Regions from separate parts of the Ovis aries genome. Here region 2 is linked to region 1. Evidence: chromatin contacts called from public Hi-C data. All regions are on one chromosome and are shown on one strand. The core of a region is the stretch at or near the end of the contact, and the rest is flanking DNA. Distances in the headings are between cores, read along the strand shown.

Region 1 (4,258 bases), core at 1,243-3,742:
TTATGTTCTATTAAGTCCAGAAAAACAATATGCAAATGCTGCACCACCCAATGGCTGCAGGGGAAGAGTGTGCGTATACTCCACATATATACCTACCTCAGACAGTCAGCAATGTTCAGTCCTAAGAACTCACCCTAGAAGAGTGTTTTCTCTTATGAAAGAAATGAGCTCCAAACTGGCCCGGCACCACAGTTGTTTGCACCACGCTGTGACTGCATCCTCCGGCCACCGCCCTGAGGCACGAGCTGGACCGCACCCCTGACCTGGCCCAGGGGACCATGTCCACAGGATAACTCACTCTGTCCCCCCTCCCCGAACACATGCACCAATGACGAATACTGATGTGAGGGTTACAGACACATTTCAGCAAGGAAGCAAATTCACAAATACAGCCCAACTGTTCTCAGTTGACAGATAATGCAGATTGGGGAGCTAAGCCTGAAAGTAAAAACTCAAGACGCCTCACGATGCCAAGAGAGCCACCTGACACCCTTCACAGCACTGAAGGAACTGCCTTTCAACCTCTAAGGAAATATACTCAAATTACTGTAAAAATTTGCAAAATTTCTAAAACTTGTATTGTACATGTGTATGCATGCTCAGTCATGCCCATCTCTCTGCAATCCCATGGACTATATAGCACACCAGGCTCCTACACCCATGGGATTTCCCACAGGCAGAATACGAGAATGGGTTGCTATTTCCTCCTCCGGGGTATCTTCCCAAACCAGGGATCAAACCTGAGTCTCCTGCAGCTCCTGCACTGGCAGGCGGATTCTTTATCACTGAGCCACCTGGGAAGTCTCTGATTACAGGGTCAGTCAAGTCAAAGTCAGTCGAGTTCGACTCTTGCGACCCCATGGACTGTAGCCCTCAAGGTTCCTCTCTCCATCGGATTCTCCAGGCAAGAATATTGGAGTGGGTTGCCACTTCCTTCGGGGTATATGGACAGAAAGAAGATGCACAGAAGCCCAACTAGGACTAAGAAGAAACGGTTTAAATGGTAAGGAGCTTTACTGATTTCAGAAAATCTTAGTAGCCTAAAGGAAAGGGTTCTTTTCAAAACAGATTCACTCACAGCCCAAAATAAAGCACGTACTAAGAATAGTCTTTGTAATTCCTTAAAAAAAAAAAAGTAGGGTAAAAAGACAGAGGGAAAACTGAAGTTTGGCGTAATGCAGAGAAGAGAATCTGCCTTAGAGAGAACCATGGAAACCTGCAGAACTGTGTTCTGTCCAGAAAAAAGGGGATAGGGGAAAGGAGGCTCTGGATCTCCCTCACTCTCAGGGATCAAGGGAGGCATGAGTTTTCTAAAGGGGTGCTTAAAAGGAAATGAAGAGAGATTTGAAAATCATAAAAGGGCTTGTACTTAAAAGAACACTTACAACTCATTAATAATAAGGATGCCAACAATGTAATTTAAACATGGAGCAAAGAGCTGAATAGACATTTCACCAAAGAAGATAGAGGAATGACCAAAAATCATAGGAACATATGCTCCACATCATTAGTCATCAGGGAGGTACAAGTTAAAACCACAAGATACCATGTTATACCCACTAAGATGTTATTTAAAATAAAACAAAACACCACTAGTGAAGATATGGAGAAACTGGAACTTCATACATTGTTGGTGGGAATAGAAAATGATGCAGCCACTCCAGAAAAGCTTGGCAAGTTCTTAAAAAGTTAAACACAAACTTACCATACAGTCCAGCAATCTCACTCCTAGGAATCCACCTGAGAGAAATGAAAATGGACGTCTCCACCAAGACTATTACACATGAATGTTCACATCAGCATCATTCAAAACAGGCATCAAGTGGTGAAAGAACAAAGTGTGGTCTACCCACACAACGGAATGCTACTCAGCCACCAAGAGGAATGGAGCAACGATGCATGTTACAGCAGGCGTGAACCCTGAAAATCTAACGCTCAGGGAAAGCAAGCCTACAGAAAGATCGTATGCTACACGATTCCACTGACATGACATGCACAGGAAAGGAAAACCCAGAGACAGAAAAGAGGAACGTGGCTGCCAGGGGCTGGGGGAGGGAATCTTCACAGGCGATGGAAGGGCTCTCAAAATGGATCACCTTCATCAATGAAGGACTAGATTCTCTGTGACAGTTCTTCATAGGAAGACTCTTAGACTATGAATGTATCTTCAACTGGAAACTAAACAAGTTATCTGAAATGAGGTATAATTTAGAACTTGGAATCATCCATCTTCTCTGTATGGGACAAAAATAAATTCCATTTATGAATAACTGCTTCAAGTGTACTTTAATTATGAGAAATCTCCTGAAGTGAGGATAAACCTCCTCTCACCGAACAAGAGCTCTCAAGACTGCAAGGTGGAGATTCCTCAAGAGGCCTCCTCCGCAGACCTCCCCTCTCCCCACCTCAGCCTGGACCCCGATTATACCAGCACATCACTGGATGAGAGCTGCTACTGCCAGGGAGCACCTGTCACCCTCGTCTTGTGACTGAAGGGCAGGGCTGAGTGCCAGGGTGCGAGCAGAACTTAGTAAGACAAGGTCATGGGAAGCACCAGGACCCAGCCTGAGGCACCACACTCAAATAATTACAGGCAGCACGTAAGCACCCTCCTCTGGAGTGAGTGCTAAGTGATTTCTGTGAATGTGTCCCCTCCTTGATTTAATTAAATGCTCAAGAAATACAAACCAAACAAGGAGAGCAGCAGAAAAATGATTAGCTTCTCAGACGCTGGAGAGATCCAAGATTTATTAACTGTAATCACAGTTTTACAGGCTCTGTTCTTTCCTTTTTAAAAGTTTTTATCTTTCTCATCAAATACCTTCTCCATCAAAAGGAGAGAAATTATACCTTGATCTTGACTGCACGCACACACAGACGAATCCCCAAACAATATCCAGTAAGGGTAGTCATGCCTGTGACTGAACACTTGTGACTCCGTGGAGCCTGGGAGCAGGAGGAGATGTCCTCCCTGTGAACTGCCACACAAGGGTCTGTGTTTCCACACTGCCTTCAGGCTGGAGGAGGAAACACTCCAGACACAATAAATTAATGCATATACATGGAATCTAGAAAAACAGTACTGATGAACCTATTTGCAGGACAGGAATGGAGGTGCAAACAAAGAGAATGGACTTGTGGACACAGCAGGGAAAGGAGAGGGTGGGACAAACTAAGAAAAGTGGCGCTGACATAGACACACCACCATGTGTAAAGCAGACAGCTAGTGGGAAGCTGCTGGGTAACACAGTGAGCCCAGCCTGGCGCTCTGTGAGGACCTAGAGAGGCGGGATGAGGTGTGGGAAGCTCAAGAGGGAGGGGATATATGCACAATTATGGCTGATTCATGCTGTTGTACTGCAAAAACCAAAAGAATGTTGTAAAGCAATTTCCCTCCAATTAAGAAAAGTCAATAAAATTGGCGGCTGCCCCACAAAGGCAGCTAGCCCCAGGAAGCCCATTTCTTAGGGACCAGGACTAGGGAATAGACTGAGTGAGCAAGGCTGCTAACTGTGATTCCTTTTCTCCCCCCTCAGGCCTTTGGCTAAAACTCCCACCTGCAGCAGGAGCCAGCTAACCATCTGGAGGAGCAGAACACTTATCTGAGGCTGGACTCGAGCACTAGTGGCCAGAGCTGGTAAAGAAGCACACTGGCTCAAGGACAGCAAGCCCACTTTGGGAAGAAGCTCTCTCTACCACTCCACTCTGCTCCTTGGATTTGGAGATCTCTCAAACCCCACATCCCTTTCCTAGAGGCTCTCATGATACAAGAGTTGGATTTCTGGGATTCCCAACCTGATGAAAATGCTATCTCAGAATCACAGAGATCACCAAACGTAAATGCAAACTGCTTAAATTCTCGCTAGGCAAAAACGAATAATGTCACCTTTCTGACCAGTTACTACGTATCAGGAACTGACTCCATAGTGGGATAAACAGGCTTCTTTTTAAGTGAAACAACTGCAGGCTCCATGACTGGGAGAGAAGTATAGAGACAGCCAGCACAGAGCAATGGGATTTCAGGCTTGAAAACGCCTGAAGCCATACGATGTGAGCACATAATTTACTGTCCAAACTGGGACACTTTGGCAACCAAAAGGACATTACTAATACTGACGCTAGGATAATCAAAAAAATCAGGACTGCTTAGTCACAGGGGGATCACAGTCATTTCTCTAAAGTCCTCCAATGATTCCCCAGCACTCCAGAGTGAACTGTAAGCCACAGCCTCGTCCTTGTAACCTGGGAAGACACCTCA
Region 2 (4,425 bases), core at 1,674-4,173, 44 kb after region 1:
TAATTGCATTCAATGTTAATATTGTACAAGTTATTAACATTTTATTGCCAATAATTTCCAAAGACCATTTAAATTAATAGCACTTGGTATCCAACATTACAACACCCATGTTTGGATGGTGATTTCTCCTTGCATAAATCACATTTCAGTGCCTGCTAGGCCTGTCTGAAAGCACTAGAAGCTTCACGTTACGGTGCAGCTTCAGACACAGCATGTTCAGATGGGAGTCCATGGAGCTCACTGCACCAGGAGTGTGCTGACCAGTCTTAGCAATGATTACGGTGAGTGCATCACCACTGATATTCCTGTCTCGCTGCCTGGTAGCAACACGGGTTCATACATCCTTACCACACACAGCTCCAGGCTCCCCTGTTTCTAGCTCTCTTCCACTAAGGTCTCTGACAAGCTTTCCACCAATTTTTCTTGCTATTTAAAGCTAAAGGGCTTCCCAGGAGTCTCAGCGGCAAAGAATCCATCTTCCAGTGCAGGAGACCTGGGTTCGATTTCTGAGTTGGGAAGATCCCCTGGAAAAGGAAGTGGCAACCCACTCTCGTATTCTTGCCTGGAGAATCCCATGGACAGAGAAGCCTGGTGGGCTACAGTCTGACACGACTGAGCGATTTAGAGCAAAGTGGATGTTGAAACACTCTGATGGTTCTTAAAGGGCTTCTTTAGGGGGCAAGAGAGGCTTTTGCCCAGGAGACTTGTTTGGTTAAAGGGCTAAAATGCTCCAAAGACCCTGCAGCTGTTAGCACCTGCCTGCCAGCCACCCTGGATCTTTGGTCCCTCCTCCTGGTGAATGTTACACTGGTGGGAAAGACCACACCCCACATGGCTCCTGGCCTCTCAGTGCTGCTGAAACAACCCAAGTAGCAGCCTAGCATGTCTTTTCATGTTCTACTTGAGTGCACTGGCTAAGAGACAACTTCAAAGCTTTCTCCCAGACTCTGTGTCCAAGGGTACTTGTTTATTACTAGCTTATTAGTTTCTTTCCTTAGTGTGCATCGACTGTAGGATATATCAGTCAGAGATAAGACTTTAAAGTATTTCCATGGGGGGGCAGTATTTTTGTACACTATGTGGGTAATGTAAATTATATTCTTCTTGTTTTCATTTTCCCATTTCAATTAGCTCATTGAAAAAGCCAAATCCCCTTTAAAGAACCCTAAAGCTAAATGTTTACACTATCAGACATTGATGGCCTTGGGTCTGCCCACCTCCAGAGGTAGGTTCCGGCTGAGACAGAAGAGATAGCTACCAGGTTTTGCCCCTTGGTGGGTCAGAAGACAGCCCTGCCCCACCCCTCATTTCCATGCAGACCTCAAGTAAAACATTGACTTCCTGAGACACCAGCATCGTGGATCAGACAACACACCCAGCCCTACCTCAACGTGAGTTTTGGCCAAGGCTCACATATGTTAATAATAATTTTCCTTTATGTCAACTGTCAGGTACATAAAGCCCACTTTTTAACCAGGGTGGGGTAAAGCCAAATTAGGTAAGAGGAGGTGACTGTTTAATAAAACAGGAAATTGACACAGATAAGGTTAAACGGAGTGAGTTCAGTTCAGTTCAGTCGCTCAGTCATGTCCGACTCTTTGCGACCCCATGAATCGCAGCACACCAACCCCCTCTGTCCATCACCATCCCCCGGAGTTCACCCAGACTCACGTCCATCAAGTCAGTGATGCCATCCAGCCATCTCATCCTCTGTCGTCCCCTTCTCCTCCTGCCCCCAATCCCTCCTAGCATCAGAGTCTTTTCCAATGAGTCAACTCTTCGCATGAGGTGGCCAAAGTACTGGAGTTTCAGCTTTAGCATCATTCCTTCCAAAGAAATCCCAGGACTGATCTCCTTCAGAATGGACTGGTTGGATCTCCTTGCAGTCCAAGGGATTCTCAAGAGTCTTCTCCAACACCACAGTTCAGAAGCATCAATTCTTTGGCGCTCAGCCTTCTTCACAGTCGAACTCTCACATCCATACATGACCACTGGAAAAACCATAGCCTTGACTAGACAAACCCTAGTCGGCAAAGTAATTCAAAGCAGAGCTTTTGAATATGCTATCTAGGTTGGTCATAACTTTCCTTCCAAGGAGTAAGCATCTCTTAATTTCATGGCTGCAATCACCATCTGCAGTGATTTTGGAGCCCCAAAAAATAAAGTCTAACATTGTTTCCACTGTTTCTCCATCTATTTCCTATGGAGTGATGGGACCAGATGCCATGATCTTTGTTTTCTGAATGTTGAGCTTTAAGCCAACTTTTTCACTCTCCTCTTTCACTTTCATCAAGAGTGATGAAACGGAGTGAATGGGACTTCAATCAGGTCTGGGTTTCAGACCCTCTTTTCATTGTGATGTGTGCTCTGAGATCCAGTTCTGGTTACCTTCCATCTTCTCTGCTCTTCTCCCTCCTGCCCACTCCTCCCCCCCCCCCCAATATGACACCAGGGTCTCAGAATCAAGCGTTCTACCTTTAACAGGGTGGGAGGATCAGTCACTAAAACCCTGCAGAATGTGTTCATTGAGAAATTAACTCTTGTCCTCGTTTTGTGGGCCACTTCCCTATTTGTTTCCCTGGTGGCTCAGACCATAAAGAATCTGCCTGCAACGTGGGAGACCTGGGTTCAATCCTTGGATGGGGAAGATCCCCTGGAGGAGGGCCTGGCAAGCCACTCCAATGTTCTTGCCTAGAGAATCCCCTGGACAGAGGAGCCTGGTGGGCTATAGTCCATAGGGTCGCAGAGTCAGACACAACTCCCCTTTTTGCCCTAAATGAGACTGGGAATGTCATTCTTACTAATAAACACATCTTTGAGTAGGAGACTGAGTGGCAGGCCGCAGGGGGAGGAGGGGACCTGAGCTGTGCTGGAACACCCTGCCAAAGGTCCGGCATGGGAGCCAAAGCCCTTCAGACACCGTGTGCTGGAGCCTCGGCCAGGAGGCACCAGAAGTTCATTCCTGCCCGGCTAGGCTAGCAGCTTGGACAGGGTATCCCTGCCTCCCACCCTTGGGGCTGAGCGCACAGTCCAGCCCCTGGGAGTGTGCTGTGTGCTCAGTGGGGACTTTCTGAGTCTGCCATCCCTAGGAGCATTGTGACATCGCATGCCTCCATATGGGCAGGTCTCCTGCGACAAATTCCCAACACGTTCTGCCCAGAAAATGAGCTCACGCTGCTCTTGTCAACAGAGGCTTCCCCAGGCTTCCACCTTGAGTGACTTAATACCTGCACCCATCAGGGATTTCATCACTGAACACTGTGACATGCAGAATGCAGAACTTTTCAAATAAAAACTGCAGAATAGAAATAGTATCCTAACATTAATTTTCTCTTTCCATGGTTTGGCAGTTCGTTTTCACACAGTTCAGTTCAGTCACTCAGTTGTGTCCGACTCTTTGTGACCCCAGGGACTGCAGCACACCTGGCCTCCCTGTCCATCACCAACTCCTGGACTTTACCCAAACTCTTGTCCATTGATTCAGTGATGTCATCGAACCATCTCATCCTCTGTCATCCCCTTCTCCTCCTGCCTTCAATCTTTCCCAGAATCAGGATCTTTTCAAATGAGTGAGTTCTTTGCATCAGTTTTCACACAGTCCTTGAGAAATTAGAGTTTTCTGGAAACAGAATAGAAGCCTTGTAAATGAATTCAATATAGTAACACTTGATAACTCTGCTAGAAGACAAGAAACACTTCTAAATGCTGAAAAGTAAGCTGCGAAGTGCACCCGTGAATTCCCCATATCAGGTTCCATACCAGATGCTGTAGGGGAAGATTTTAGGGGTGAGGTTTGTGTATGTGTATGTACATATGTGTGTATGTGTTTGTATTTGTATATGTGTGTGTGTGTGATGTGGGTATATGTGTTTGTGTCTATGTGTGTGTGTCTGTGTATGTGTTTGTGTGTTATGTAGGTGTATGTGTTTACATGTGTCTGCGTGTGTGTGTATGTTACTTGGAGAAAGACCACATTAAGCTCGAAACCAAGAGGACTTTGTTCATCCCTTGCTTGCACTCCAGGGTAGAAATGGCAGGATACCAAGGTGACCTCAGGGAAACTTGTGTAACCCAGGAGGCTTCCCAGGACAGTTGTGGAAACAGGGCCTTGGTGTCTCCACTTGGGGACTGAGGGCCAGTGGGCAGGATAGGTGACTGTCCAGCGCCTGGCTCAGCCTGAGCTCAGGCTTACGTCCAGTTCACCTCACGATGGCCATGGACACTCAGCCCTGCCGGCAGGTGTACGTAAGCATCATGCTCCTTCTCTGTGCCCTGGGGACTGCCCTCTGACCCCGCAGGGCTGTGGGAGGGACACGTGAGCAGTGCCTGGACTTGGAAAGGACAGCACGGGCAGCAGCAAGGCCACCTTGGCTGTCAGGAGTCAGGTTTCAGCTCAAGGCAAGATGTCTGATGAAAGGAGGAGCT

The links. Hi-C and Micro-C count contacts between places; a contact is called where the count stands out from the background.
Region 2: a Hi-C map of muscle shows a contact between it and region 1, with 3 times the contacts expected there. The contact joins two enhancer-like sites. A contact is called at or near these places in 11 of 16 Hi-C or Micro-C datasets (blood, hypothalamus, liver and 6 more).

The regions. Positions count from the first base shown.
Region 1 is chr9:34,025,504-34,029,761 of ARS-UI_Ramb_v3.0, forward strand. The region is part of intron 1 of PCMTD1 (protein-L-isoaspartate (D-aspartate) O-methyltransferase domain containing 1); the gene reads right to left. Among named protein-coding and RNA genes, the nearest start is that of PCMTD1, 22 kb to the right of the region's middle. Within about 2 kb of position 2,493, at least 2 of the 54 cell types and tissues checked have an H3K27ac peak or open chromatin away from gene starts, as enhancers often do. A contact at or near this core is called in muscle, where this site is marked.
Region 2 is chr9:34,068,983-34,073,407 of ARS-UI_Ramb_v3.0, forward strand. No RefSeq gene overlaps it. Among named protein-coding and RNA genes, the nearest start is that of PCMTD1, 21 kb to the left of the region's middle. Within about 2 kb of position 2,924, at least 4 of the 54 cell types and tissues checked have an H3K27ac peak or open chromatin away from gene starts, as enhancers often do. A contact at or near this core is called in muscle, where this site is marked.